Regions from separate parts of the Mus musculus genome. Here regions 1 and 2 are each linked to region 3. The links are chromatin contacts, called in public promoter capture Hi-C maps. All regions are on one chromosome and are shown on one strand. Each heading gives the region's core, a stretch centred on a gene start, on an enhancer-like site or on the middle of the called end of the contact. The rest is flanking DNA. Distances are from core to core; before and after follow the strand shown. Region 1 has its middle 16 kb from the start of Gm34201. Region 2 has its middle 26 kb from the start of Prr5. Region 3 holds the start of Scube1 (signal peptide, CUB domain, EGF-like 1).

What was found. Promoter capture Hi-C pulls out the DNA fragments that hold promoters and counts their contacts.
Region 1: a contact with region 3 is called in a promoter capture Hi-C map of hippocampal neurons, with 2.9 times the contacts expected there. The contact joins the enhancer-like site here to the promoter of Scube1 in region 3. A contact is called at or near these places in 3 of 39 promoter capture datasets (hippocampal neurons and liver), 2 of 115 datasets of contacts at active chromatin or transcription factors (embryonic forebrain and forebrain) and 1 of 9 other capture datasets (embryonic stem cells).
Region 2: a contact with region 3 is called in a promoter capture Hi-C map of hippocampal neurons, with 3 times the contacts expected there. The contact joins the enhancer-like site here to the promoter of Scube1 in region 3. A contact is called at or near these places in 6 of 39 promoter capture datasets (embryonic stem cells, frontonasal cranial neural crest, hippocampal neurons and 3 more) and 2 of 115 datasets of contacts at active chromatin or transcription factors (forebrain and stem cell-derived neural progenitor cells).

Annotation. Positions count from the first base shown.
Region 1 is chr15:84,608,920-84,613,823 of GRCm38.p6, forward strand. No RefSeq gene overlaps it. Among named protein-coding and RNA genes, the nearest start is that of Gm34201, 16 kb to the right of the region's middle. Within about 2 kb of position 1,417, at least 41 of the 459 cell types and tissues checked have an H3K27ac peak or open chromatin away from gene starts, as enhancers often do. A contact at or near this core is called in hippocampal neurons, where this site is marked.
Region 2 is chr15:84,652,616-84,656,920 of GRCm38.p6, forward strand. No RefSeq gene overlaps it. Among named protein-coding and RNA genes, the nearest start is that of Prr5, 26 kb to the right of the region's middle. Within about 2 kb of position 1,771, at least 223 of the 459 cell types and tissues checked have an H3K27ac peak or open chromatin away from gene starts, as enhancers often do. A contact at or near this core is called in embryonic stem cells, forebrain, hippocampal neurons and 2 more, where this site is marked.
Region 3 is chr15:83,722,539-83,727,540 of GRCm38.p6, forward strand. Scube1 (signal peptide, CUB domain, EGF-like 1) reads right to left here and starts at 2,501. Exons shown (of 22, transcript NM_022723.3): 1 at 2,281-2,501. The coding sequence starts at 2,368.

The DNA.
Region 1 (4,904 bases), core at 167-2,666, 890 kb after region 3:
TTGCCTAATAATTACAAGACTGTTAGGCCCCATCCAGAGGTAGACCTATAAGTCTATCATTAAAGGGAGTTAAAGATAACCCAAGATAATTTGTAATTAGCCTCTGGATCGGAAACATTCTAACTGTTCTACAGTTGTTTGAAGTTCCCATCTGTCAATCAGCATATAAGGGGTGTGGCTTCCTTTTTGAGAAACTTTGCTGGAACAGGGCAGGAGCTGAGCAGTGGACTGTGACCACTGAAGGTGATGGGGAACAGAAAGGACCCAGAGAGGCCTCTCCTGGTGGCCTCAGAGACAATTGCTGATAATCTCCCGGTGTTCTCTGGAGTGGGTGGGGACAGGCCTGACACAATGCGGTTACTTTCTTATCTTCTCTATCGCTTACCACCACCAGCACCCACCCAGCCCACCCCGGAGTTCCCAGTGAACTGTGCCCCAGATTAAACAATAGTCAGCAAGCCATAAAACGGGGTGTGCTCTGGTGGAATCTGGGGACTAGGGAAACAATCTTGCCCTGTCCCTGCCCTTGAGGGTAAAGGGTTCTAGGTTCTTATCCACCCCATCCCCCACCCGTGAAAGAACTGAGCAGAGACACACAGATACAGCAGAAGCCATGGCCTCTGATTTTTCAAAAGATCCACTACCAAGGGGTGAGCCCAACCAGCAGAGTACAAAAGGCTTGGATGATAGAGGGAAGGTTTGGGGGCTCATTTGCATAGAGCGGTCCTTGCTGCACAGGCTCTCCCTCACTTGTAGTTCCACGCCCAGCTTCATGCATCCTGTGTCTCATTGGCATCTTAAGTCTCCATCCAGGGGTGAGCCACACATCACCTGTGGACACTAGAGTGACGACATCCATGACAGTAGCCAGACTTACTTGACCACATCTGTTATTTTCCCATAATGCCGACTGTTTTAAAACTTTCCAGTCCAGACCACGTTGTCTGAGCAATTTCTTCTGCTTCAGTATCACTGCTTGTAAGACCCTGTGGCCACGTCAGGCCATCTAGATACTCCAGAACAATTACCTACTTGCAGGGTCCTAATCTTATCTTCGCCTCTGTAATGTCCCTTCGACAATGCAAGATTCAAGGTGGATTGGGGAAGGTCACGTGGCTAAAGCCAGAGCTGGCAACCCTAGTAGGAAGATGAAAACATGCCAGCAGGGACTAGCTTTGACTCCTTTAATCGCCCCCCAACACCTGCAGAGGAGAACTTGGCTCTTAAGTCTCTAATCTGGAAGACAGGCTCCATGCCCCGCCCACCAGAGACAGCGCACTTAGTGGGGATCAAAGCAGCTCCTGTCTCTAGCCAGAAAGAGGAAGAAGCAGCTAAGAGCTCCCAGCCCCAGCTCAGAGCCAGCTGAGTACACGAGCTCTGTGTGTATACACCACACCCCTGCTCCAAGTGCCACCCACGTGCAGGCGCAAAGCTTGATCAGCGCCATCTCCCCACAGATGCGGGAGCGCTGACATCAGCAGGAGAGCCTTGGATGCTATCTGAGGTGACTTGTAGATCAAGTGTATTCTCGGAGCAGAGCTCATTGACACAGAAGATGTCTGTGGGGGTTGAATCCTTATAATGACGACACTCTAGGAGAGCATATGCCCACCCCACCAACTGCAGGCTGGACCCTCTAGTATCCTGTCCTTGCCTGTACCTGGACACCCGCTTCCAGTCTATACACCTGCATCTGACTAGAGAGAAGCCCCTTTCCACTGCCCTCACCAGCCAGGAAGAGCCAGCAACGTTTTACAGCTGGCCAGTCCCAAGCCTACTCTTCTCAGCACTCAATAGCTTCTTCCTGTCCCTTAGGGGACACCTGCTTTTCTGGGGTCCCTCCAACCTCGAGTGCCCGAGAAAATTATTTCCCTGATCAAATATTCATGGGTCTGTCAAGCCTGAAATAAGCCTACAAAGAAGAAAGGCAATTTGTGTCCGGCATAAATGCTTGACAGGGTGCGTGAAACCCCGCAGCTGGCTTCTGAGTCGTCCCTGGGCCCCTTCTCCTCCACCCTCTAACAGTAGACCTCTCAGGCAGATGCGCTGTGCGGTCTGGAACTCCTGCAGGACTCTGCCCTTCATCATCTGTGCAATACCGAACAAGAGGCCGGTGTTCCTTTGACACAGCCTCCCACTTCTGCAAAGTCCTGCTGTCCTGGAAGCAGTGACTCCAGACTCTGGGGACACCAGTGCAGGCCTCTCAGATGAGGCCAAGTAGTCAGGGCCACGACCCCATGAGGGGCCATCACTGTCTCACACATCGACTCCTTTATCCTTAACCTGCCTCACAAGAATGAAGCAACAGCAAGACAAGGCACTCAATGCCAGACTTCGGTTCTGCCCGCCTGGAGCTCGGATCACCCATGTGAGGACTCCCACCACCCGTGTCACTGTGAAGACTGCTTGTCTGGTACTTTGGAGACCATGAATGGTAAATTTGGAATGTTCCAGGAAAACAAAAGGCCAGTGCGGGAGAGACAAGAGAGGAGAGATGTGAGCAGAGACTCAGGAGACCATACTGGATGGGTGGGCACAGGTCCATCACTATGTTCTTACCAGAGGGAATTTGGATGTAAAAAAAAACCTAGAGAGGAGAGTCTAGGGGGGTGCAAAGCAGAAGTGGGAGGGGTGAAACTAGGAGGCCAGGGAAATGTCCCTGTTTCCAGAAAAACCTAGAGCCAGAAGGGGCAGGAAGGAACCCTCCTGTGTATTCTAGATACATAGGAATCACATTCCGATGTATACCCTGGTCTCAGACTTCTGGTCCCTAGACTGAGAAAGTCTGTTTTCAACCTCCAGCCTATGCAATCATAGCCCCCCAATTTGGTGGCACTTTGACAGCAAATGATCCAGGAAAACCCTTTCTGAGGTAGATGACGAGGCAGCCCCAGGTGAAACTTCCCTTTCCATCCCAGACCGGCTCCAGCCCTGCATGGCTCACCTATACTTAAAACGGGACATCTGAGTCACGTGATAATGAGCAATTGCTTATTGGGCTCTCAATTCTGGAGACCAGGAAGTCCCAGGTGACGGTGGAGGCTTTGGAGCGGCTTCATCCATGGCAGAAGGCAGAAGGGCAAGAGCTCTTCTGTCAGACCCAGAACTTGAGAGGTGAAGTCATCACACACTAAGGGCTTTAATCCAAGACTCAAGGCAGAGACTCAGCCCCACCTCACAGTATTGTTCCTCCATGGAATAAAGTTGCAACAGGTAAACTGTGGGGACACTGAATCCTTGGCAACTGCATCAGAGTCATCAAGTGGGGCCACCAGAGCCCCACTCCTGCCCCATCTCAGAAAGTGGGACTCCAGTTCTTGGCTCATACCTGAGCTATCCTGGATCCTCCCTTTATTTATGTCCTGAGCCCCTTGGAGCTACTTTTGGGTCTGCTTCAGAAGGCAGCCGCTTGTCACCAGCTAACAGTCCCGAGTCTGTCCCATCCTTGGTCCTGGGTGTCCTTGAAGCTCTAGATCCAGAGGGCTCCTGGCTTCACACAGAATAAAAGCCAAAGACTACATAGGGTGGAGGCTCTGTGCAGCCTGCTCCTCAGGCCCTGGATAGCTACTCAGGGCCTTGCCTCTCCCTGCCAAGAGTGGGTGATAAAGAAGCCAGAACCAGTAGCACATTGTAGACCCTAGAGGAGCCAGCCTTTCCCTGAGCAAAATGTATGTGCCATGCTGGGATTCCAATAGTAAGGGTGTCTCCACACCTGGGTAACAAGGGGCACAAAGTGGAATGGGCAGGGCCAGGAAGTCTCATCTTGGGGGTTGGAAGCAATCATAAGGCTGTGTTTCTCTGTCCTCTGCCAGGATCATCTGATGGCGCTCACATTTATCAGGCCTGCAGTTAGCAGGGTAAATGAGGCTGCCGGCTCCTGACAAACATGGGGACAAGCGCAGGCTGGGTGGCACCGTGCAGCTTCAGTGCACCAGTAATTGCTCCTTCCTGGAAGCTGAAGAAGTGGAAGTCAGGAGGGGACCCCCCTGCCTGGGGTGCGGTGGGGAGGGGGAGAAGCCTGGGAGGCAGGTGGGAACCTGGGGAGGAGGGAGGGAGGGCTGGGAGATCCACCATCCATCCTGCTAGAAATACTGCCTAGAGAGCCTCTAGAGATCAGTGGGGGATGCCCAAGCCTCTGGCTCACAGAGTGACACCCGTGACTTTAATGAATCAGCAGCTGACACAGCATCTGCTAATGGCCATCCCTCCCCACTCCCTTCCCTGCCCATCCTTGAGGATCCTGGATGGGAAGGGCCCAGGATAAGGGCTTTGGAGCAGGCTCCTCCTCTTCGGGTTCTGACCAATAAGTGGCATCCCTGAATGCCCTAGGGACAAGAGGATCCTCTGAAGGAACAGCCTAGGAGGGTGGTCAGGGTAGGGGGGAGGTCCTGCCTCTACCAGGCTCATTTCTCTGCTAAGGCTGGGCACTTAGAAGGAGACCTATCCAAGGAGGGAGTATGCTGTATGGGGCAATAACCAGATGTGCCCTCCAGGCTCACCCCCAAGCAGGGTGCATATCAGAGGAGCCTCTCAGGAAGGTAGCAGCTGAAGGAAAAGGTAGGGACATGCATGTGGGCAAGAGGCTAAAGCCCTCCAGAAAGGAAGACCCCACAATGTGCTCCTATGCTCACCAGAGCAGCCCCTATCACAGACAAGGGCAGCTGAGAAAAGAACAGAATTTACAGGCAATCACAAAGCCCAGGCTCCCGAGAGTGAAGGAGAGACTGCCTCCTCACCTCTTCCTGTCCCCTTCTCCCCTAAGCCCAGGCCTCTTGCCCTATGTGTCCATGTGCACCGGATTGCCAGTACTCTGACCCTCAGCAGTTGGCACACAGCCCGCTCCAGACATGAAGGCAGCAAGCTGGGACCTTTTTCCAAAGTGAGTCACGAGTTGCCAAGAAGCT
Region 2 (4,305 bases), core at 521-3,020, 930 kb after region 3:
AAACAGACAAATTGGGCTGGAGAGATAGCTCACTGACTGTTCTTCTAGAGGTCCTGAGTTCAATTCCCAGCAACCATATGGTGGCTCACAACCATCTGTAATGGGATCCGATGCCCTCTTCTGGTGTGTCTAGAGACAGCTACAAAGTGCTCATATAAATAAAATAAATCTAAAAAAAAAGAAAAGAAACAGACAGATCCCTATGTGTTTGTGGCCAGCCTGATCTATCTAATGAGTTCTAGGTCAGTCAAGCTTACCCTAGTAAAATCCTGTCTCAAAAAACAAACAAACAAACAAACAAACTTTAAATGCCACATTTCTCTGGGGCCACTAAGAAAGGCCAGTGTAAGAAAGGGTACAAGGATGGAGGTCCAAAGAAAATCAAGCAAAGCCCAGAAACTCCAGATCTGAGCAAGGCTCATCCCATGTAGGAGACAAAACGAAGGCTTTGGATGAAGAGCTAACCGGGTGTGAAGACACACAGGCTGTCAGGTAGACGGAGGTCTGGGGGTTCCCTTGTGGGGCATCTCCTTCCCCATCCCCGGGTTTTAAGCAGTGCAGTGGCAGAGGGTAAGATGGGGCCTAGAATTCAGAAACAGAGCTGGGAGTCCCGCAGGGTTATGAGTTTTCATGCTCTTAGATTCCAGGAATCCGCTCAGTCGAAAGGTGAAGAATCCAGTGTAGCGACCTCCTCAGCCACACAGCCAGCTCAGCCCTTCTGTGCCAGGGCTGGGGAGGGCTGACTGAGGACATGAGGCTCCGCTCAGAGGAGAGCCCAGGCTAATGAAAGTCTTTATCTGGCTCAACTTGGCTCAGCTAAACCCTGACCATCAAGTAGGCATTATAGGCTCTGCAATAAAATAGATAAAGAAGAGGCGGGGTGTGGGGGTGCTATCTGGAAATCAAAGTCAACCTGAACTACATGTGACCCTATCCCAAGAAATCAAAATAGAGTACCCCCGCCCTCTGGTTTTTCCAAGACAGGGTTTCTCTTGTAACCTTGGCTGTCCTGGACAGGCAGATAGAGTTCAAGGCTAGCCTGGTCTACAGAGTGAGTTCCAGGACAGTCAGGGCTACATAGAAAACCCCTGTCTTGAAAAAGGAAAGAAAGAATTCTAGGGTTATGGATATATAACCATCTAAGCCATCACACAGAATCTATAACTTTGTGAGGATCTCAAGCAACCCAAGATAGCTTTGACTCTGCTCTATAACCAAGAAGGACTTTGAACTCCTGGTCGGTGCTGGGACCCTACCTGGTTTTATGCCATGCTGTGGGTGGAACTTGGGGCTTTGTGTGTGCTAGACGAGTATTCTACCAACGGAGCTACAGCCCCAGCCCCAGAATTAAAAAAAAAAAAAAAAATTTTAAGGACAAATGTCTTCAATAGATGCAAAAACGAATAATCCTCAAACAAATTAAAAAAAAAAAAGGGATACCCCACCAACCGGTAAAGAAATTCCAAGAACGTATAGACTAACGTCACAGTAAATCGGAAGCTTTCTCCAGCAGCCCGGCATAAGACATGGATCTCGGCTCTCCCCATTCCCCCCTTGATCCGGAAGCGCTAAACAGCCTGTATGTTGCTCGCGTAGGAAACCTAGAAGCGTTCTACAGAGCCCTGGCTCTGTGGATAAAGCACCGAACGGACCCGTTGAAAGGTCTGGGATGCTGACGGCAGGCTGGCTGCAGGCTCTCCAAGAAGCCAGCCATCTCAGGCCAACTGCGCCTGTGCTGACTCTACATGGAAACCTGAGAGCAGCCGCGGAAGGACAGATTGCTGGCAGGATGCCAGACCACAGCCTTCGTCACTAATCCCACCCTGGGACACAGGATGTGGATGAGTGGGGGGAGGCGGGGCGGGGCGGGGGATGGGGCAGCTGCCTGCCGGGCTTTCTGAGTGTGCATGGAGGAGGGAGCTTAGACTCTTTATCATCAAGTTCTATGTCTTGGGGTGGGGGAGGAAGAGTTGCCGGCCAGAGCTGTTCCCATGGGGATGAAGGAAAGGTGCCCATCCTGGAACCAGGGTCCTGATCTCCTCATCCTCTCAGGCTCTTCTGTGGGGACCCAGGGTGGACACTCACTGGCAGGGCAGCTGAGGACTGCAGGATGACACTTTCCCAGGAACTGTAAATCTGTGAGCCTGCTGTTGAGGGAGACTTTCCCTCAGCTCTCCCTAGCGGACAGAAGCAACCCAACCCCTATGGTAGCAGTTCCCAGGCTATGGGGGGAGGGGAAGTCGCATTGCAGATATCCTGCATAGCAGATATATTCCATTACGGTTCATAGCAGTAGCAACATTACAGTTATGAAAATTTAAGTTAAGCATCAACAAAGCAATCTTAAGGTTGGGGATGACCACAATGTGAAGAACGAAATAGAAAGGCCACGGCGCTAGGAAGGTTGAGAACCACCGCATGGGCTTCCAACATCACAACCTTGATCATAGCAACTGGCAGAATTAGCGTTTAGGCCTCGCTCACCCTGCTCTTCAGCCCTGCCCTTCAAGCTCTTCCGAGCAACTGGGAGTCCTTCTGCATTCCAACCCCAGCTTCCCAGCTGCAAGGCTTCCCTGTGGGCTTGTTACTCAAGTTAAGGTCTGGGCCCTGGCAGCCCCCCCAACAAGCCAAGCTCAGCAAACTGTCCTCGACAAGCCAATTAAAGACAAGCAACACGCAGAGAGGAGAAAATAGGAAGTTTATTCAACATAGCCATGTTGGGAAGGTGAACGCAGAGGCCCAGGGACTGCTTCCTACTCAAGGCCATCTTCTGTGTCCTAACAAGATATTTAGGCTGACATAAAGGGGAAGAAGTGTGCATAGCCAGGCAGTCCTGGTCCAAGCGGGGCCCCGCCTACCATCATTGTCTGCGTCTAGTCTCTTCTGCAAGGTGGTCTGATAAACTATGAGGACCGTGCAGAATCTCTTCCTAGGATGCAAGCTCCTCCTTGGGTCAGCTCTAGGAGTCAGCTTTGTTCTTTTCCCAGTGTGAAACCCCTGGGAATATCAATATCCCAGAATCGTGGGGTGCATTATCTCCATAGTCTGACAGCCAAGGGGAGGGGCTCATGAGTCTGTTCGGAATAGTTTTTATCCTGACAGATTGTCACAAGCTCAAGGGTAGACGTGGGGGTGCGGGGGGCAATGTGGAAGCCTTCAGAAGTCCTGGGCCTCTGAGGAGTTGCTCGAAATATGACATTTGGCTTGTGTTAGAAGGGAAAAGCTTCCTGGTATGAGCTCATCTGGGTGCAGTTCCTTCAGCTGCACCCCAAGATGGAGCCATGTTGCTCAAAATTCCTCACTGGAGGAAATATATGAATAATATCTATCTCTCCCTCCTCACAAGCTCCCAATGACAATTCATGGGTGTATGAAGCACAGGGGACCCCAGCCCATCCCCACTGAGCAGTCTACACTCAACATGGATGATAGCCACTCTGTGTCTGTGAGGAGGGAACATTTTCCCCTTGCATGGGGTTTGGGGTTTTGTTTGTCAACTTGACATACCCTAGAGTTATTCTGCATGAGGGAGACACAATTAAGAAAATGCCTCCATCAAATCTGGCCTGGAGACAAGTCTGTTGGACATTTTCTTGATAGATGATTGAGGTGGGAGGGGCCAGACCTCTGTAAGTGCTGCCACCTCAGGCAGGTGCCCCACCCCCCACCCCCGGTTGTATAAAGAGCAGGCTGAACAAGCCATGGGGAGCAAGCTAGTAAGCAGCAGCCCTCCATGGCCCTGCTGCCATTCCTGCCTCCAGGTTCCTGACCAACTTACCTTCATGGTGGACCACAGGTGTAAGCTGAAATACACTCTTTCCTCCCCAAGTTGCTCTATAGGTCATGGTGTTTATCCCATCAACAGGAAACTAACTAGGACAGAAACTGGCTCCGGAGTCATGGGGTACCGCTGTGACAGACCTCACTATGTCGTTCTGGGGATAACCCTGTGTTTGTTTGGAACTACAAGTTAGAAAAGTCATTCAGGGCTCAGAGCTTACCTGGACCTTGCAAGGTAGGAATGCTGAAAGCAATGTAAGACGGCAGAGGCCTGACTGCCAAGTATTCCAGGGAAGGTTGAGAGTCCCTCAAAGATTCTATTGGGGCTGTTCATATGATATATTTAACTTAAGCATCTGTTGTTTTGGACTAGAATGATAACTCCGTGGTTAAAATCACGGCTACTCTTCCAGAAGACCCAGGTTCAATTCTCAGCACCTACATGATGCCTAACAACGATTGGTTCTAGGGACTCCAGAACCCTCTTCTGGCCTCTGGCAGTACTGCATGCATGTGGCACACAGA
Region 3 (5,002 bases), core at 1,251-3,750:
CCAACCCAGGCTTCAGATAGCCAGTACTCATAGCTCAGCCTCTAGACCTTCAGCATCATCCAGGCTCAGAGGGCTCTGGTGCACCCTCCCTCCTGTCACTAGCACATAAATCCAGAAAGCTGCTCTCTCTCTCTCTCTCTCTCTCTCTCTCTCTCTCTCTCTCTCTCTCTCTCTCTCTCTCTGTCCCTTTCCACCCCTTCACTTGCTTGTTTACTGGCTTAGGCTCCATCCTAGAATGAGCTCGTCTGGGCATCCCCCTCCTTCCCGCTGGCTGGGAGCACCACACAGATGGACAGGCGGAAGGACTCAGGTGAGCAGACAAGGGACTTTCAGCAGCTGCCCTGAGGACAGTCCCCCTGGGAAGCTCCAAATGTCCCCATCTCTTTATCCATCTGGCCTCACTCAATAATGTCCACTTTGAATTTTTTTTATCTTCTGGCTGGACCCTGGGCTCTAGCTCTGTGCTCCACCCCTCTTCTTTACTCCAGACTCCCTGATACCGGCTCACCAGAGGGGAGAGAGGCATTGGAAAGAAGCACATGAGAGTCTTCCCTGCACATGAAAACACATGCAAAAGGCAGATACACACATGTACACACATGTAGCATCCCTCCTGAGGCTAGCAACCTCTGCTCAAGTGTGTGGTCCACCTCTGCAGTTGCTCAGAGGCAGGAGGCAAGAACCAAGCAGTATAGTAAACCAGAGAGCACAAGCCAAGGCCAGTAGGGAGGCCAGAGGGAGGGGCTCTCTGGAGAGCTGGTCACTGAGGGACCCACTACTTCAAGGGTAGGATGCCAGAGATGGCCAGACCATATGGGACACCTCTAAGAGCGGCTCATCTTTCCACTTCCTAATGGTCAGGGAATGAGAGTGAGGGTCAGGAAGTTTCCTGGGGTTCTGGGGTCCCTTCTATCTCGCACCTACATAGGATGGAACACAGAACTTGGGAAGGGGTGGCTGGGGCTGTCTGCCTTTCAAACTATAAACTTGGCCTGGAAGCAAGGTAGCCTGGCTGAGCCAGACTGCAGATCCCTGTGCAACCCTCAGATATAGGCTGCTCACTTCAACTCTGGTTTTCTTATTCAGCTGTTAGGGCTCCAGAGTCACCAGACTTCCACAGAGGGTAAGGAAAGGCAGAAGAGGATAGACACTAGGAGGGACAGAGAGGAAGGGAGAGGTACACAGGATAGTCCCACAAAAGTGAGGACCCCCAACACCTGGGAGAAATGCCCACGGACTGTCTAGTATCCTCAACAGGACCCAGCTTCTGGAATGGGCGCATGGAAGAAAACTCAGCGCCAATGGAGTAGCATGGACTAGCATAAACTCCCTAGCACTGGATCTCTGTGGGACTCTCCGGAGAGCAAGACAGGCAGGAACCTCCTCGCCCTCTCCAAGGAGAACAAGGAAGAATGTGAAAAGAGAGACTCGGTGTGCAGCTTTGCCCGGAAGCCCCTTCCGGGAAACTCAGATCACGGAGGGACACCCCCACCTAGCAGTTCCTTCTGCCTGGACCAAAGGCTGTGCCTGTGCCTCCGGCCCCCTCTCTCTGATGTCTGTTCTGTTATTCGTGTTCTCATCCACCTCCTTCCCTACGTCTGTCCGTCTTTTCTCCCCCTCCTGTCTGACAGTCCATCTGTCCATCTCTTCCCAGACATCTCCATCCTTCCTCTCTCACTCGGCCCCCTCCCTCGGCGACGCCCCTCCGAGTCCTCCCGTCTCTCTGTCTGGTGTCCATCTGTCTCCTCCTCTCTGTCCTTTGATCTGCCTTTCTCCATTCCGCTGTCCACTGCCTCCTCGCTCCCCTCCCTTGCCTCCTCTCCCCTCTTCCCTCCCGCGGCTGTCTTTCTGAGGGCTTCTTCCTGGGCCCTTTTGTCTGTTCCCACTACGCCTCGGCTCCTGTCCGTCTGTCCCTCTATCTTCCCACCTTCCCTCCAGTCTCAGCGCGTCCTTTCTGACCACCTCCGGGTATCTCCTACGCGGCAGCTGCCCAGTCCTTGGCCCCGGGGGAGCGCCGCTCTCGGTTCGGGGGTCCCCGCCCGTCTCCGTACGCATGCCGGGCCCCGCAGGCGGCCGTCGCGCTTCCTTTCTTCCTCTGGCCTCCCGCTTCCCCTCCCGGGGCCTCAGTCCACCCCGCCCCCGCCGGCCCCGGGCGCCCCGGGCGATCGCAGAAGTTACTTTGCAAGGAGGCAGGATCCGGCGCTGGGCGGCCTCCGACGGCGCGGGGTGGCAGCCTGTAGGACCCCGCGCGCCCTCATCCCCCTGGGTCCTCGCGCTTACCTGGCAGCCCGCTGCCCCCCACCAGCCGCCCGCGCGCTCCCAGAGCGAGCAGTAGGTACAAGTGCCAGCGCACGGCCGCCGCGCCCATGCTCGCTGCGGGCCGCGCCGGGTGCTGGCGTGCGGGGCACGGGACGCTCGGAGCGACCGCTCCGCGAGCGCTCCTGTCTGCAGCGAGCTCCGCTACCGCTCCGGCTCCCAGCCACATAGCCGGCGCGCAGGACAAGCTGACAGCCGCGCGCTCATTGGCCCGCGGCCGTGGGGGGCGGAGCTCCGCGGGAGGCCGTCCAGTGGGCGTCGGGTGGCGTGGCCTGCGGGCGTCTGGGCCCGCCTCCTCTCCCGGGGCCGGCGGCAGGTGGGGGGTGGGAGCCGAGAGAGCTGGGGTCGCGGTACAGGGTGTCACCCGGGGCCTGGACTGGGCCGCAGGCTGCTCTTCCCCAGTCCCTCTTTGTGTGCTGATCCCCGAGGTCCAGGGTGTCTGTTTCCCTTCAGATATGCACACACTCTGTTGGGGGAGTAGAGGTGAAGAAAGGCCCAGAGGCACCCAGGGATGGTGAAGAAGATGCTAAGAGCACGCAGCCAATACATAGGAATTTATTGAGCCGCTACTGGATGCCAAGTGCCGCTGGGGACAGCCACACACTAGTCAGCAGTGAAAGCTCTGGACGATAGCTTCAGAATTTGCGTACAAAATCAAAGGAACTTTTCAGTACTGCCCCGAAGGACAATGGTTATAGGAGTGTTTGTCTTGGACAGGCGCGTGTCGCGCCTAGAACCGTTCTCCCAGTGAATGGACGCGCGACCAGGCCGGATTGAGTGACCTCTCTCTACCCAGGCTCTTGTTGCTCTGCGAAGCCCAGATCCTCGGGTGACAGGCCCAGCGAGGCGGGAGAACCGTGGCGTCGCGGTCTCCCTAGCCCAGATCCTCCCCCAGCTCGGGGTCTACACCTGACCCCTCGGCCTTGAGGCCTGGCGGGCACTCAATGGCCTCTCTCAGCTCCGGAGGGAGGCAGGACACTGAAGAAGTTCAGCAAACCCCAAGGCCCATCTCCTTGACAACCACCAATAAGAGCTCCTGTTTTCTCCTGCTCTCCAGATTCAAAGACTAGAGTTTTAGCTTTTTGTCCACTCTGCCTGTGCAGTGTTGCGCCCAGCGGTTCCCATCCACGCTGGCTCTTTCTTCCTCCCTGCCCCCAGCACACACTTTTGCAGCCACCTCCAAGGCCCCAGAAGGTTAAAGTCATGTGTCTCGGCTCCTGCTGCTAGCCAGACTTCCCGTGGGCTTAGGGCAATGGTTTGGAGACTAAGGCAAGGGATCCATTTCCACGTTATGCAGATGGAATCAAGGAGGAAAACGTGGAACTCTGGCCTCTACTGTGTCCCCATAGGCTCCTACCCTGGCCACTGCATGCATTTTCTTTCCCTGGTTGCTCCTGGCCATGTAGTTTAATTTGGGGGACCTTGTTACCACGCCTTATTTTGTCTTCTCTCAGCTGTAGGGCTTTGAGATTTTTTTCTTCGCCTGTGCAACCAATCGATTTGTGAGATGTGTTGTGTGTGTGTGGGGGGGGGGGAGTGAGGGAGTTTGGGAGAGGAACTCTGACTTCTTAGCACAATGTTTTTCATGTCTCTTCCTCAGGGGCTCTCATCCCCACTCATATTCAGGGGGGATGGAGGCTTGGGATTCCCGTGAGTCCCCGGGGACTCTTTTGCTAATATGGAAATTTTATCTGCAGTAACCTTTATCTTCAGTGACTTGAAGGTCAGGTTTGCTGATGAACTAACACTCTTTAAGCGTGCAAAAGAAACGAGGGTCTCATCTAGGAGACCATGGCTCATGTGGCAGAACCAAAGGGCTGTGCAGGGTGGGGGGGAAGGAGGGCTGGGGGAGGGGAGCTGAGTCTCTAAGTTCCTGACCAAGGAGAAGGTTTATCTCCTTGGAAGAAGGAGGGGGTGGAGAAAGATGCTTTATTTCCTAGAGCAGAAGGCTCTAGATTGTTCTGGGGTGGGTTGGTTACATGGGATCATCACTCTAATGTCAGGACTAAGGATGTCTTGGCACCTTTGCATATTGAGCTGAGAAAGTGGAAGCCACTGGTTTGGGGAACAGACTGGGCTACCTCACATCCGAGCCACCTGTGTGCATTCTGCATGTCAATCGGCACCCACACCCTCCTCTGAGGTCCTCTCTAGACCAACCACAGGCACGGTAGCCTGGCACACAGCTTGCCTTTTGCACCCTGAACCCAATGTCACGTTGCCACCCGGACAGCCTTTGTTTCCTCCTGTCTGTACCCCAGTCCCTGCCCCATAAGCTTGGTGCAAGACCCCCTTCAGGCTCAGAAAATGGAAGTCCCCACTTTCACATCCCTCAGCTTTCTCTCTGTCACCATCCAAAAATGCAACCCTGGGGGCCTTCTCTGTGGCCACAGTTCCCAAAGGGAGCTAAGGCAATTATCATGTGATTCTGTGCATGAATGAACGAATGAACGAACGAACGAATGAATGAATGCATGAGTGAGTGGGTGAATGAACAAATGGTCCCAGAAACAAGGCAGAACCATCTGTGAACTCCTATTGCTCCAGTGAAGTAACTTTGGCCGTGCCAGGTCCTTAAGAATAAAAAGTGAGATGGTGAGATGGCTCAGCGGTTAAGAGCGCCGACTGCTCTTCCAAAGGTCCTGAGTTCAAATCCCAGTAACCACAAGGTGGCTCACAACCATCT